Linked DNA regions of Zea mays: region 2 is linked to region 1. A link is a contact called in public Hi-C data. All regions are on one chromosome and are shown on one strand. The core of a region is the stretch at or near the end of the contact, and the rest is flanking DNA. Distances in the headings are between cores, read along the strand shown.

What was found. A called contact is a pair of places that touch in the nucleus more often than the background predicts.
Region 2: a contact with region 1 is called in a Hi-C map of ear, with 1.6 times the contacts expected there. The contact joins the promoter of LOC103653686 here to the enhancer-like site in region 1. A contact is called at or near these places in 2 of 25 Hi-C or Micro-C datasets (ear and tassel).

The regions. Positions count from the first base shown.
Region 1 is chr4:131,826,577-131,833,009 of Zm-B73-REFERENCE-NAM-5.0, reverse strand. No RefSeq gene overlaps it. Among protein-coding and RNA genes, the nearest start is that of LOC100277241, 27 kb to the right of the region's middle. Within about 2 kb of position 2,004, at least 9 of the 20 cell types and tissues checked have an H3K27ac peak or open chromatin away from gene starts, as enhancers often do. A contact at or near this core is called in ear, where this site is marked.
Region 2 is chr4:132,135,868-132,141,770 of Zm-B73-REFERENCE-NAM-5.0, reverse strand. It overlaps LOC103653686 (ASC1-like protein 1), which reads right to left and starts at 2,173. Exons shown (of 7, transcript XR_565642.3): 1 at 1,787-2,173.

The DNA.
Region 1 (6,433 bases), core at 755-3,254:
GGTTGATTGTGTAGTATGCCTAGACAAAACCTCTCATGTGTTTCTTGTTTCATCTAAAAAGTTATTGTACATGAGGCACAAACAATTCATATTGTGGGACACAAGTATCACTTGAGAAGGATGGATAAGATATTATATATATGCTCAGTAAGGCCCCACCTATCGGAGTGGGTTTGTGAGTATAAGAGCATGGGTGAGACTTTTTTATGCCCGTGAAAGTTAACCCGTTGAGCAAAGATTTAAACCTACACACTCACCCACGAGCACAAACACACATACATACTCTTGCTCTATAAGGTTTGTGCGTGGACGCAAGTGGATAATTTGTGCCCATTGTCATCCTTCACAAGGATCCAACCACCATTTCTATACAACATCCTGAACCAAGGATCTATCCAACCACGTGCTCTATGTAACCTGAAATCAATGTACCAGAAGTATATATGTGGACTGTGTGCCAATGATGTGGACACTTTTGTAAATTCTGCAAAGGAAAATATAATTGTAGATTAGAGGGGAAGGGAGTTCCCCACCTAGACACTACATGTCCCTTTTTCATTTTTCATTTAAAAATATTCAAAATTTTAAAATGATACCACAAAACTAAAATATTAAAAAATAGGTGCATGTCATCTCTCCCTTGGATGGCAGGGACCCAAATGTATTTTTAAAACTATTTTCGCATAGAAGTCTGTGGAGGAACATATAGCTCCGTGGAGGGGCAGCAGACCCCTCTAGAGACTTCTGTACAAATAAAGTTAAGGACTGCTTTGGGACATAGGAATTGAAAAATATAGAAATAGAAAAAACATAGGATTGTAAGTGCAAAACAGAGAATTGTAAAATAAACTAGCGAACGACAAATATTCAAGAACAGATGTAGTAATATTGAGTATTTGAGTGAAAGGTTGTTTGGTTGGGGCAATGAAAAAAAAAGAAGGGTTCATTTTGCAGGAATGTCAAGATTAAATAAAAATAACACCAAATCGGCGCTTTTGCATGTGTTTTCTATGTTTGAGATTGGGTACAACAAGCCATAAAGGTCCATTAGCTGCTAGCATCAACGTTCCACTTCTCATACTTCACGCATAGGAATTTTTCCAAGAACTCTGGGTGGACGACGTTAGAAATCCTATGGAATCAACACATAAAGGAATAAAATCATATGGAATATTAGTGTTGCATCATGGCAACCAAACCATAGGATAGGAAACTTTCCTTCACCAACATTATTCCCTCAAAATTCTTGTAATCCAAAGAAGCTCTAAAGCATATATATAATTGGGTCTTTGTCGCTCAGCGGTGCACGATAGACACCTATTTTTATAATATTTCAGTTCCGGAGAATGCTTTAATTTAGGTGTTATTTGGTTCAAGTATTTGTAATGTGATAGATAATTAATAACGTTAAGTTATGTTTGTTTAAGTGCAACTGTAATCAGATGTCACAATGCTCGTAGCAGTGTAAACCATTACGTGAACCAAATAGTACCTTAAATGTAAAAATGAAAAATTTACGACACTAGAGAGCAAAGGCCCACGGCGGCAAACGGGGAGCGATACTGCGCGTGGGTTTTGAAGCGGCACCTGCCGACACATCAAAAGTTTTTTTTTTCTTTTTTGATATATATAATAGATACACCACAAGTTTGATTGAGCAACGCGCCTCATTGCATTTCGTATGGAAAAACGAGCTTGAGCACTGAAAGTGGTACTCCCTTCACGAGGGCCTGGCACTGCAGGCTATGTTCTTGATCTCTGGATGCGTACTGCACGTGTCAGCAACCGAGACGGGGGGGGGGGGGGGGGGGGGGGGGGGGGGGGGGGGGGGGGCATCACCACGACGAAAGCCGGCGGCTGCCTTGCATCGGCTTGCTTTACTTTCTTCTCTGATAACGAGCTTCTTTCCGGGCTCTATGTGCAGAAGCTGAAGCTGAAGCTGCCATCTGCATACCCGAGAGACACCAAGACATGCATCCAAGGACAGCACGACGTCACGTGCCACTTTCGCTTTCCTTTCTGCCGCGTCCTGTGTGGGGCGTGTCACGAGCCCCTGTTCAGATGCAGTGGTGTTGGCGTGTTGTTGCCACTAAATTTAAGATTAATTTATCTTATGAGGTTTTCAATGAAATATCTAAAATTTCAAAGTTTAGTTAATTTTATAGAAAAAATCAGATCACACCGTTGAGTTTAAAATAGTATAGAATTTAAACTCTTAACTTTGAACTTTAGACTACACGGAAACATGCTCTAAACTCTGAGGGTTAAGGGTTTAGAAGATGCCTGTGCATGGAGGCTGCAACTTTTGGAGGAAATAAAACATGTCCTCCCTATATATGCCCCATCGATGCGTCACGACGCCGCTTTATTCGCTCTGTATGGAGCTTTAGTGGCATTAATTCCGTACTTGGCCTTGTGCATGTACCACCAGGGAACGTGGCTACTTTATTAATTAGTATAGGTATAATTGCATGGTACGTAATCTTTCTGTGTTCCCCTTCTGTTCACCATCTCACCTCTCCATGGCCGCACAATTCAATCACCGCTTCAGAGATTTTTCACGTTTCGTTACTACGGCCAACCTTTTCTATTGCTTTTGTAGAGACTATGACGTCTAAATGGAGATTGAAAACATCTACGCGTCGTGGTTGGTTTTGATAATTAATACCAATATAAGTTCACCATGGCAAACGTATATTTTGCAGCTATACAGTAAGTTAAGTCATAATCATTTAGATAACTAATAAGCTTAAAATGTTTTCATGTCCTTTTTAATAAAGCCAAAGATGGTTTTAGACGGAATGTTTAAAAAAGTTAAGGATCAGCTAGTTCTAAGTGTTAATATAGATATTGGACACTTAGAATGGTGATATGATCTTTCTTTTTGTTTTAGCGATATTATAAATGAGGACATGAGATGGGTAATTTACACTACCGAAATCCGGTTCTTTGCCGAGTACATTCAGTCGGGCACTCGGCAAAGATAGCTTTGCCGAGTACCACACTCGGTAAAGTCCTGCTCTCGGTAATAACCGTGTTTACCAAGAGTAGGACTCTCGGCAAAGAAAGACACTCGGCAAATACAACTTTGCCGAGCGCTAAGCACTCGACGAACGACGGCGCTCGGCAAAGGACCATCAGCAGTCGTCTATAGCTGACGACCGTTATCTTTGTCGAGTGTCGAGCCCTGACACTTGGCAAATAAGTTTTTTTGCCGAGTGTCTTACGTCTGACACTCGGCAGAAAATGTTTTGCCGACTGCCACGCTTGAACACTCGGCAAAGTACTTTTTTATTTTATTTCTTTTTTTGACCAAACTTTTTGTGGTATGTTCCTACACTGTGTAGACCTACATGTACCATTTTGTCACAATTATAAAAGTTTTTTCTATAACTATTAGATTTAGTTCGTTTAATTGAATTTCATTCTCAAATTCACATTTGAACTACAAGTCACTCAAAACATGGAAAATCGTGCATGCAAAAGTGATATCCATGTTAGGTAACACAAGTTACAACCGATTTCAGGCACAAACCAGAATCTTCGAAAACCATGCTCACGAAACATGACCGTGAACTTGCCATCAAGTTGTTTAAAAAATGTATAAAACACAAACAAAGTCAAAAAATCATGAAACTTGTCCACATGTCATGATATCATATGTAGAGATTGTGATAAAAATTTGAGAATGTTTCGAGAAGGTTGTGATGCACTATGTGTAGAAACCTAAGTGACATACACATGAAATCATAGTTTCAATGTAGACCGGCTAGGGTTCTACACATACTGCCTCACAACTTTCTTGAAATAATCTCAAATTTTTATCACAGCCTCTACATATGATGTCATGACATGTGGCCAAGTTTCAAGATTTTCTGACTCTGTTTGTGTTTTATACATTTTTTAAACAACTTGATGGCAAGTTCACGGTCATGTTTCGTGAGCATGGTGCTCGAACATTCAAATCTGCTCCTAAAATCAGTCGTAACTTGTGTTACCTAACATGAATATCATTTTTGCATGCACGGTTTTCAATGTTTCGAGTGACTTGCAGTTTAAACCTGAATTATCCGAGGAAATTCAATTAAACGGACAAAATCTAATAGTTATAGCAAACACTTTTATAATTGTGCAAAAATGGAACATGTAGGTGTACATAGTGTAGGAATATATCAAAAAGGTTTGGTTGGGAAAAGGAAAAAATTAAAATATACTTTGTCGAGTGTCCTAGGAGGACACTCGGCAAAGAAGGCTTTGTCGAGTGCCTACGGAGAGACACTCGACAAAGCTAAGTTTAAAAAATAAATTAATCTTTGCCGAGTGTTAGCAGGATGACACTCGGTAAAGAAGGCTTTGCCGAGTGCCGGATCGAGGGCACTCGACAAAGCGTATTTTAAAATTAAAAAAAATCTTTGCCGACTGCCAGATCACGGGCACTCGGCAAAGAACGCGTACATATCAACTGCTAAGTCCTTTTCTTTCTCACTCTCTCACTGCCACTGCTGCACGCTGTCGCGCCCCATGCCGCCGCGCCCTCGCCCGCCGCCACCGCCGCTGCTGCCCCACGCCGCCGCTCCCTCGGCCGCCAAGTCCGTCGCCACCTCACGCCGCCACTCCACGCCGCCGCCTCATCGTTGTCTTCAACCTCGAATCACACGGTGAGAAACTTCACACGAGTATCTATATTTTTGTGGATGAATTAATGACTTGTTGTATATGTGATTGATTTATATGTGGAATTGTAGTGCATAGATTGAAGTATATGTGGTTTAAGGTTTAGGGTATATGTGGTTGATTGCATGTTTTGGAAACCTCCCCGTGCATTACATGTTTATATTAAACTATACTCGATTTAGGGTTTTGGGTTTATATGAAATGATTAGGTTTGATATTAAGTCAAATTTATATATGTGACAGCTAGGGTTTTGGGTATATGTGGTTGATTGCATGTGATTGTCGGCCATCGTGCCGTTGAAATATGTGTGGATGTCAGCCATCATGCTGATACTTTTATTTGCAGGTTTTGGAAACCTTCCTGTGCAAGGGAGATGCTGCCGAAATTTTCTATTGATAGGCTTCGGTTATATATGTTAGAAGATGGAGGACCGCGAGTGGATGTACACGGGCCGTGTAGGAAGGAATGATGTCACCCCTGAATGGATTAGAAAGACCGATGATTTCGTGGAACGGGCATATGGCGAAGCTGCTAAAGGAGCGAGTCTAGTCTCGTGCCTGTGTAGCAAATGTGCCAACCAGAAAAGAAAATCAAAGAAGTCCATGGTAGAACATATTTGGAAGAATGGATTTACACCGGGCTATACTCGGTGGATCTTTCATGGTGAAGCGCATCGTACGAGAAAGGAGGTGCTGAGACAACGTGTTGAGCATTATGATGCCGATGCGGGGGTAGTGGATATGTTGAACGACTATCACGAGGCACAGTATGCCGGAGGATGTACGAATGACGAGCCATAGCCGACTGCAAAGGCGTTCTACGACATGTTTGACGCGGCACAGAAGCCCCTTCACGGCCACACAAAGGTTTCTCAACTGGATGCCATTGGGCGTGTAATGGCGTTCAAGTCACAGTGCAACATGAGTCGAGACACATTCGATGGCTTGTTGATGGTTATTTGCAGCCTGCTTCCGGAGCATCATGTTCCGCCAAAGAGCACGTACGAGGCACAGAAACTCCTTCGTGCACTCAAGATGACGTATGAGCAGATACATGCTTGTTCGAAGGGCTACGTGCTATTTAGGAAAGAATACGCGGAGGAAAAGTATTGTCCAAAGTGTAAATTGTTTAGGTTCATGGAGGTAGATTCTGGTGATGGATAGAAGAGGTAGCTCGACATCCCCTTGACAATCCTACGACACCTTCCGTTCATACCGAGGATCCAGCGTTTATACATGACTGAGGAATCCGTGAAACAGATGACATGGCACAAAAATGGAAAACAATACAATCCTAACAAGATGGTGCACGCATCCGATAGTGAAGCATGGAAACACTTTGATGCCATTCACCGTGAGAAAGCCGAAGAGGCTCGTAATGTACGTGTTGTGCTGGCCACAGATGGGTTCAATCCCTATGGAATGAGCGATGTCCCGTACATATGTGATCCATGTTTGTTATCCCAATCAATCTCCCCCCTGGTGTGTGCTTTCAAAGGCATAATATATTCGTGTCATTGATAATTCCTGGACACCCGAGGAATAAAATGGGCGTGTACATGGAGCCTTTGATCGATGAATTGGTAAGTGCTTGGGAGGAAGGGGTATGGATGTATGACCGAGCTACAAAGACAAACTTCAAAATGCATGTTTGGTACCAGTACTCCATGCATGACTTACCGGCGTATGGGCTATTCTGCGCCTGGTGTGTTCACGGTAAGTTCCCATGCCCAGTTTGCAAGGAAGCTCTTAGGTTCAT
Region 2 (5,903 bases), core at 924-3,423, 310 kb before region 1:
TGCATAAGAAACGAGGGACAAATCCAGTGCTAGAGCCTCCCACACAGTGGGATCTAGGGAAGGGATAAATTGAGGCAAGCCTTCTTCCACAAATGCGGAGAGGCTGCTTCGAACTGGCGACCAGGTGACTTAGTGAGACAGCTCTCACCACTGCACCAGGTCTGCTCTTCGTGGCCTAAAGAAATCAATGATTAAAATAAATGCAAAAGAAACAAAAATGTGAAAAAAGAGAGTAGATGGTCAAAAGAGAAATCATTCGAATACCAGAGACCAGAGTACAAGACAATAGAAGCATAAGTCTATTTTGAATGATTCTGAAGCCATACATCATGTTAATGTAACCCTTTTCCAAACAACATATTTCAAAGACATAAGCAAATGCGAACTCAATAATGAGAAGAATGATAAGTACTGATGAAAATGATTTCAGCAGGGAATGAAAATATCTCAAGTTGAAAGATAAAGCAAATGATAGAAGTGATTGTGCATCATTTTGTATAATATGTTAATAACACTTTGGTAAAATGAACATTTCCATTTTTCATCTAGTTGAACTTACCATCTCAACTAGCCTTCCCCAATTAGCAGTATTTATAAATGTACATAATTTATCCTGCTGTAAAGCTTTTAGCTTCACCAAAATGAATGGTAGAACACTGCATTACTTGTGTCCAAATGCTAAAATGCAACTGCTGACTGGCTACAATTACTTTCCAGGTCTGAATGCTCATACATATAGCTAGCACTAGAAAATTTTAATAACACCTTATTGCAAAACAGAAAACTTAACATACAAAACCAAAAAGGCACTTTAACAGATATAATATATAAAGCTCAGCGAAATTTATGGTCCCAGAAAATCATGAAGGTGAAGTGAACTGTTCTCACGCTCCACACCTGGAACATGCGTGATATCGTAATCAACAGGTATTGTAGCATTTAAATGGATTTATACTTTATTTTCGTAGCTAAAAATCCTCAACCAACTGATTAAAAAAACAGGAATCTCTTACTCCAGAAACTGTTGTCCAACAGAAGACCTTCTAAACAGGTCAGCCAACTAAAAGAGCAACCAACTGTACTTAAGTTTACCATACTAAAAGAGCAACTAATCCTAGAAATAGTATGCCAATTGGATGTAAATAATGCGACTCTCTTTTAACAAGTCAGTACGAACAGCTGCCAACATAGTGATGTACGAACCAACAAGTTCTTCAAGGGACCTGCTCGATGCAGCAAACCAACCAACCAGGCTACTCCCTCCATATCAAGAACCAACGTTAAAAGAACAAGCATCCCATGGACTCCCGTTACCTTCTATGCGCAAGCTGCATAGCATCAGCATTGGACTAATCCTGGATTCCGGGACCACCATTTCTCGTTGAGAAACATGGTGCCCATACGGTAAGCATATTTCAGTGAACATAGGTCGAGGAGAGGGAAATTTTGCTATGAGAGGAAAAGGAAAAGAAAAGATGTAATTTTAGATCTTGAGTAGAAGCAAATCATTTAAGCTTGATTGCTTAAAAAGGAAAAAAAAACAATGAACCAAATTAACCCAATGCACGCAACGGTTAGATGATGAGATCACTAAAAATAGCGCCTCCTTGCACACAAGACAAGCAGGTTAGCCGAGGCAATTGTACAAGCTGCGATTAGAGCCCGGGGACCCAGCAAAAAGTTGAGGCGAGTTTCTCGGCAGCAGGCTACGCGCTCGCGTCCAGCGCAGAGCCGAAGACCTTGAAACAACGGAAGAAAGAAAGAAAGACGGCGAGTGCAGGCGCACCTCGAAGACGAAGCGGTCGAGGAGGTAGCGGACGGTGGGGAAGAAAAGGACGAAGACGGGGAGCGCGAGGAAGTCGTCGTACGCCGGGTAGGCCTCTCGCTCCCAGTCCACGGCCGCCAGGAGCCGCCCCGCCGCCTCCCCGAGCCCCATCCCCGCTCCCACGGCCCCGGCCGAATCGAAGGTAATTTCTGGATGGAGTCCAGTGGCGGCGGCGGCCAGAAAGGTCGACGGGATTGGACCCGATTCGGCAGCTCTGGGCAGGATTCCCGCTGTGTGGCAACGCAGCGCTTGCCTCTGAAAGCGAATTTACCCTTTTCCCTGTTCGTTTGCCACCGGTTCTTCTCCCTGTGTTCTGTTTTACTCGCGCCCATCTACTGTACGATTAGTTTGAGAAATTTGCTATTTTGCCATTTGGCGATTACTTTGGGCCTGAGCCTCCCTGCGACCCTGCCGCTGCCGGAAAACCTGTACGGATAATTCTAAAAACTTGGGGATTTTCGCTAAGGCCTCGTTTAGTTAGACCGTTAGATGGACTAAACATTAATCCCTGTTTTTATATCATTTAAAGCTAGTTTAACAACTTTATTTTTTAAGGAATTCCTATTTTCCTAAAAAAATAAACTAATTTCTCTTGGGAAATTAATATCTCTTGAGAAAATAGAGTTACCAAACAGTCATCAGTATCTTCTTTTGTTAAATGGAAGGACTAAAATTAAGACTAAGGGCCCGTTAGGTTTCTTTAGTCCAGGACTAAAGTTTAAGTAGGAGACTAAAGTTTAGTCTATGTTTGGTTCTATGGACTAAAAATATTAAAAAACATTAAATGAATCATAAGAGGACCAAAATACCTCCTAGTATTCCTCCACCATCAGTGCAACTGAAATAAAGGAGGGACAAAAGGTGGAATTAATATAGTTTATTTCTTTTTAGACTGTCTCCAGCAGCGTCCCCTAAATTTCGTCCCCTAAAGGAATATTCTCTGTACTTTACAGGACACTCTAAAAGATTCTGTCCTCTATATCTTCTGTGTCTCCAGCAACGTCCCCTAAATTCGTTCCCCTAAAGCTACAGTGTTAACAGAATTCGTTTTTCCTTTTCTTTTTCTGTTTTCTTTGTTTTGTACCCATTTAATGGTACTCAAAGGATGCTAAAAAATTTGTAATCAATAATATTACAAATAATAATCTAAAAACTATGGTTCATTAATAATTTCGAAATGTACAAAATAAATAACATTGCATTTTATGTTGTGTGTAATTATTGTGGAAAAACGTGACACAATATTTGAATCGTATGAAAAAATGTTTACGAATTCACATGCTTCCACCGTAAGCCACGACACTTCTTCAACAAGCCATTGTCTAGCTTCGGCTGCACGACAAGAGCATGGCTTCTCTCCCAAGCCTATCCCTTCTATAAATAATCACTACTTCAACACTTCACTCACACTTCGCATACACTCATCCACAACAATGAAGCGGTTCGTAGATTCCAATATTTTTCTTAGGATGGCACAAGACATGGAAGATGAAGACCATGAGCTCGAGGTTGCGACGTACCAACATCGTAGGCGTCATGCACTTAACGAGTGTCGGTACGCTGGTTCCATTCCCGGTCGTGTTCGAATCCATCGTGACCATATCAGTGGTGATGCAAGAATCCGAGCCGACTACTTTTGCGCCCAACCGGTTTACACGGATGCACAATTTCGGAGGAGGTATGTTTATTCATACGCACATGTATTAACGCCCATAGTACGTACTTGACAATTGTACTAAAAAAAGTTTGCAATATAGGTTTCGCATGCGTCGCCATGTGTTCGAGCGTCTCGTTCTTGTTGTGCAACAAGTGGATCTGTACTTCGTTCAACATCCAAACTGTGCCGGTGAGCTAGGCCTATCTGCCCTTCAGAAAGTTGTTGCTGCCATACGTATCCTTGCATACGGTGTTCCTGCGGATGCCGTTGACGAGTACGTACGAATTGGAGAATCTACAGCACATGAGGCTTTGAAACACATTTGCACTACCATCCAAACTGCTTTTGGGGGGGTATTATCTTAGGAAACCTACTCCTGCTAATATCGCTAGGCTTCTCCAAGTTGGAGAATCACGCGGCTTCCCTGGTATGCTTGGTAGTGTCGATTGCATGCATTGGGAGTGGCGTAACTGCCCAACTGCATGGAAGGGGATGTTTACCAGTCGCGGTAAACACCCTACAATGATCCTCGAAGTTGTTGCCTCATATGACTTATGGATTTGGCATGCATACTTCGGCATGCCCGGTAGCTGTAACGACATCAATGTTCTTCAGCGTTCAAACCTGTTCGATTCGCATCTTAATGATGATAGTCCACCAGTAGTTTCTCCGTCAATGGACACGCCTACAACATGGGATATTACCTAGCAGATGGTATTTATCCGGACTGGCCAGCGTTTGTCAAGACAATCTGTCATCCGTATGATGTGAGGACCCAACATTTTGCCACTGTTCAAGAGTCTGCTAGAAAAGACATTGAACGAACATTTGGAGTACTACAGAAGCGATGGGCCATAGTTCGTGGTCCTGCATATGGTTGGTCTCCACAACACATTGGAGATATCATGAAAACATGCATCATATTGCACAACATGATCGTAGAAGATGAAGGTCCTTCGTCTTTGAACACAAGCTTCGACAACATCGGAGTTTTGGCGGATACTAGTCATGGTTCCATTTCGGAGCGCAATGAGTACATCAACAACAGGTACGACCAACTACATGATCCAGTCAAATATAATCAGTTGCAGGTTGATCTAATCCACCACCACTGGGCACGGCTTGGATCCGGAGCTGCTTAAGTATGAAGTTTATGTCTGCCATGTGTTAAGTATGTTTGTCATTGTCATGTCTAGTGTGTTATGTCGTCAGTTCTGTTAATCCGAAGCTAGTATGTGTTAAGTATGAAGTTTGTCATGTCGTCGGATCCGTTATTCCGAAGCTACTATGTGTTAAGTATGATGAAGTTTATGTTTGTGCTATGTGTAATGCAAAAATATGAATAATAGAAACAGATGAATGTTTCTACTAATCCGAAGCTGGCCAATGTGTAATGCTATAATTCACGAATGATATAAGAAGTCTACTATTATTAAGCAACATGACTGAGTTCTAATATCACAGAACATAAAATTGTCGAGTGCAGAAACATAAAATTGTTCTCGAAAACAAATAAGAGTACTTCCTCAACCACTACAATCAACTTTCACTTGCTTGACGACGAGCTTCCAGTAACCCTTGCCAGAATCTCCTGTTGTTTTGCCTCGTAGTACTGTCGAAGAAGGGGGTTACATTTTGTCAAATCCATGCTCAATATGAGAACCTCCTGTTCCGTGTCCTCCTTCACCTTTTGTCGTTCCATCTTCATCTTCTCTAAATTTAGCTTCTTCCTCTCCAATATCAGTTTCTGCCTCTCCTATTTTTTCATGAACTCCAACTTCTTCTCCTCAGTTGAAGCTACTGATTTGTAGACAGATAACCGTTCCAAAGAGAGCTCACCCATTCGTGTTAGGTACTCCGAATCAGTGGATGATGTGTTCTCTGATCTTTGCTTCTTTGCCTTTTCCTTGGCTGAATCACGACCAAGCGACCTCTTCGAAGTAAAGCTTGATGAGCTGATTCTTCAGTAGCATCACAGTCAATAGTATTTGATTGGGTACCAATTGGGTTGGGTGGAGGATTTTGGGTGCCCATGTGCTGGTCCATCCATTTAGGCTGATCCTTCAATATGGACCAGCAATGTAAGAAATGGAAGGGCTTCTTTTCAACAGCAGCAAAACGAGTAGCCGCAAGCGAAGTCTGCAAAAGAAAATCAGTTGGTTTTCTCGAACATTTACTTACAAAAGGCTGTTAGCTTCTTCTGAACATTTACGAACATTTACGTACCTTATCTGCTTCAGTAATGCCACTTGGGTTTTGTCGAAGCACAGCCATCATGTATCCAGCAAAGGTAGAACATTGAGTTTTGATACTGTCCCACCTGCTCATGAGAGATTTCGTAGACCTCTCTGGCATTGATCCTCTACGAGAGTTGTATGCCTCTGTAATCCAATTCCAAAATCCTTGACGTTTCTTACCAGT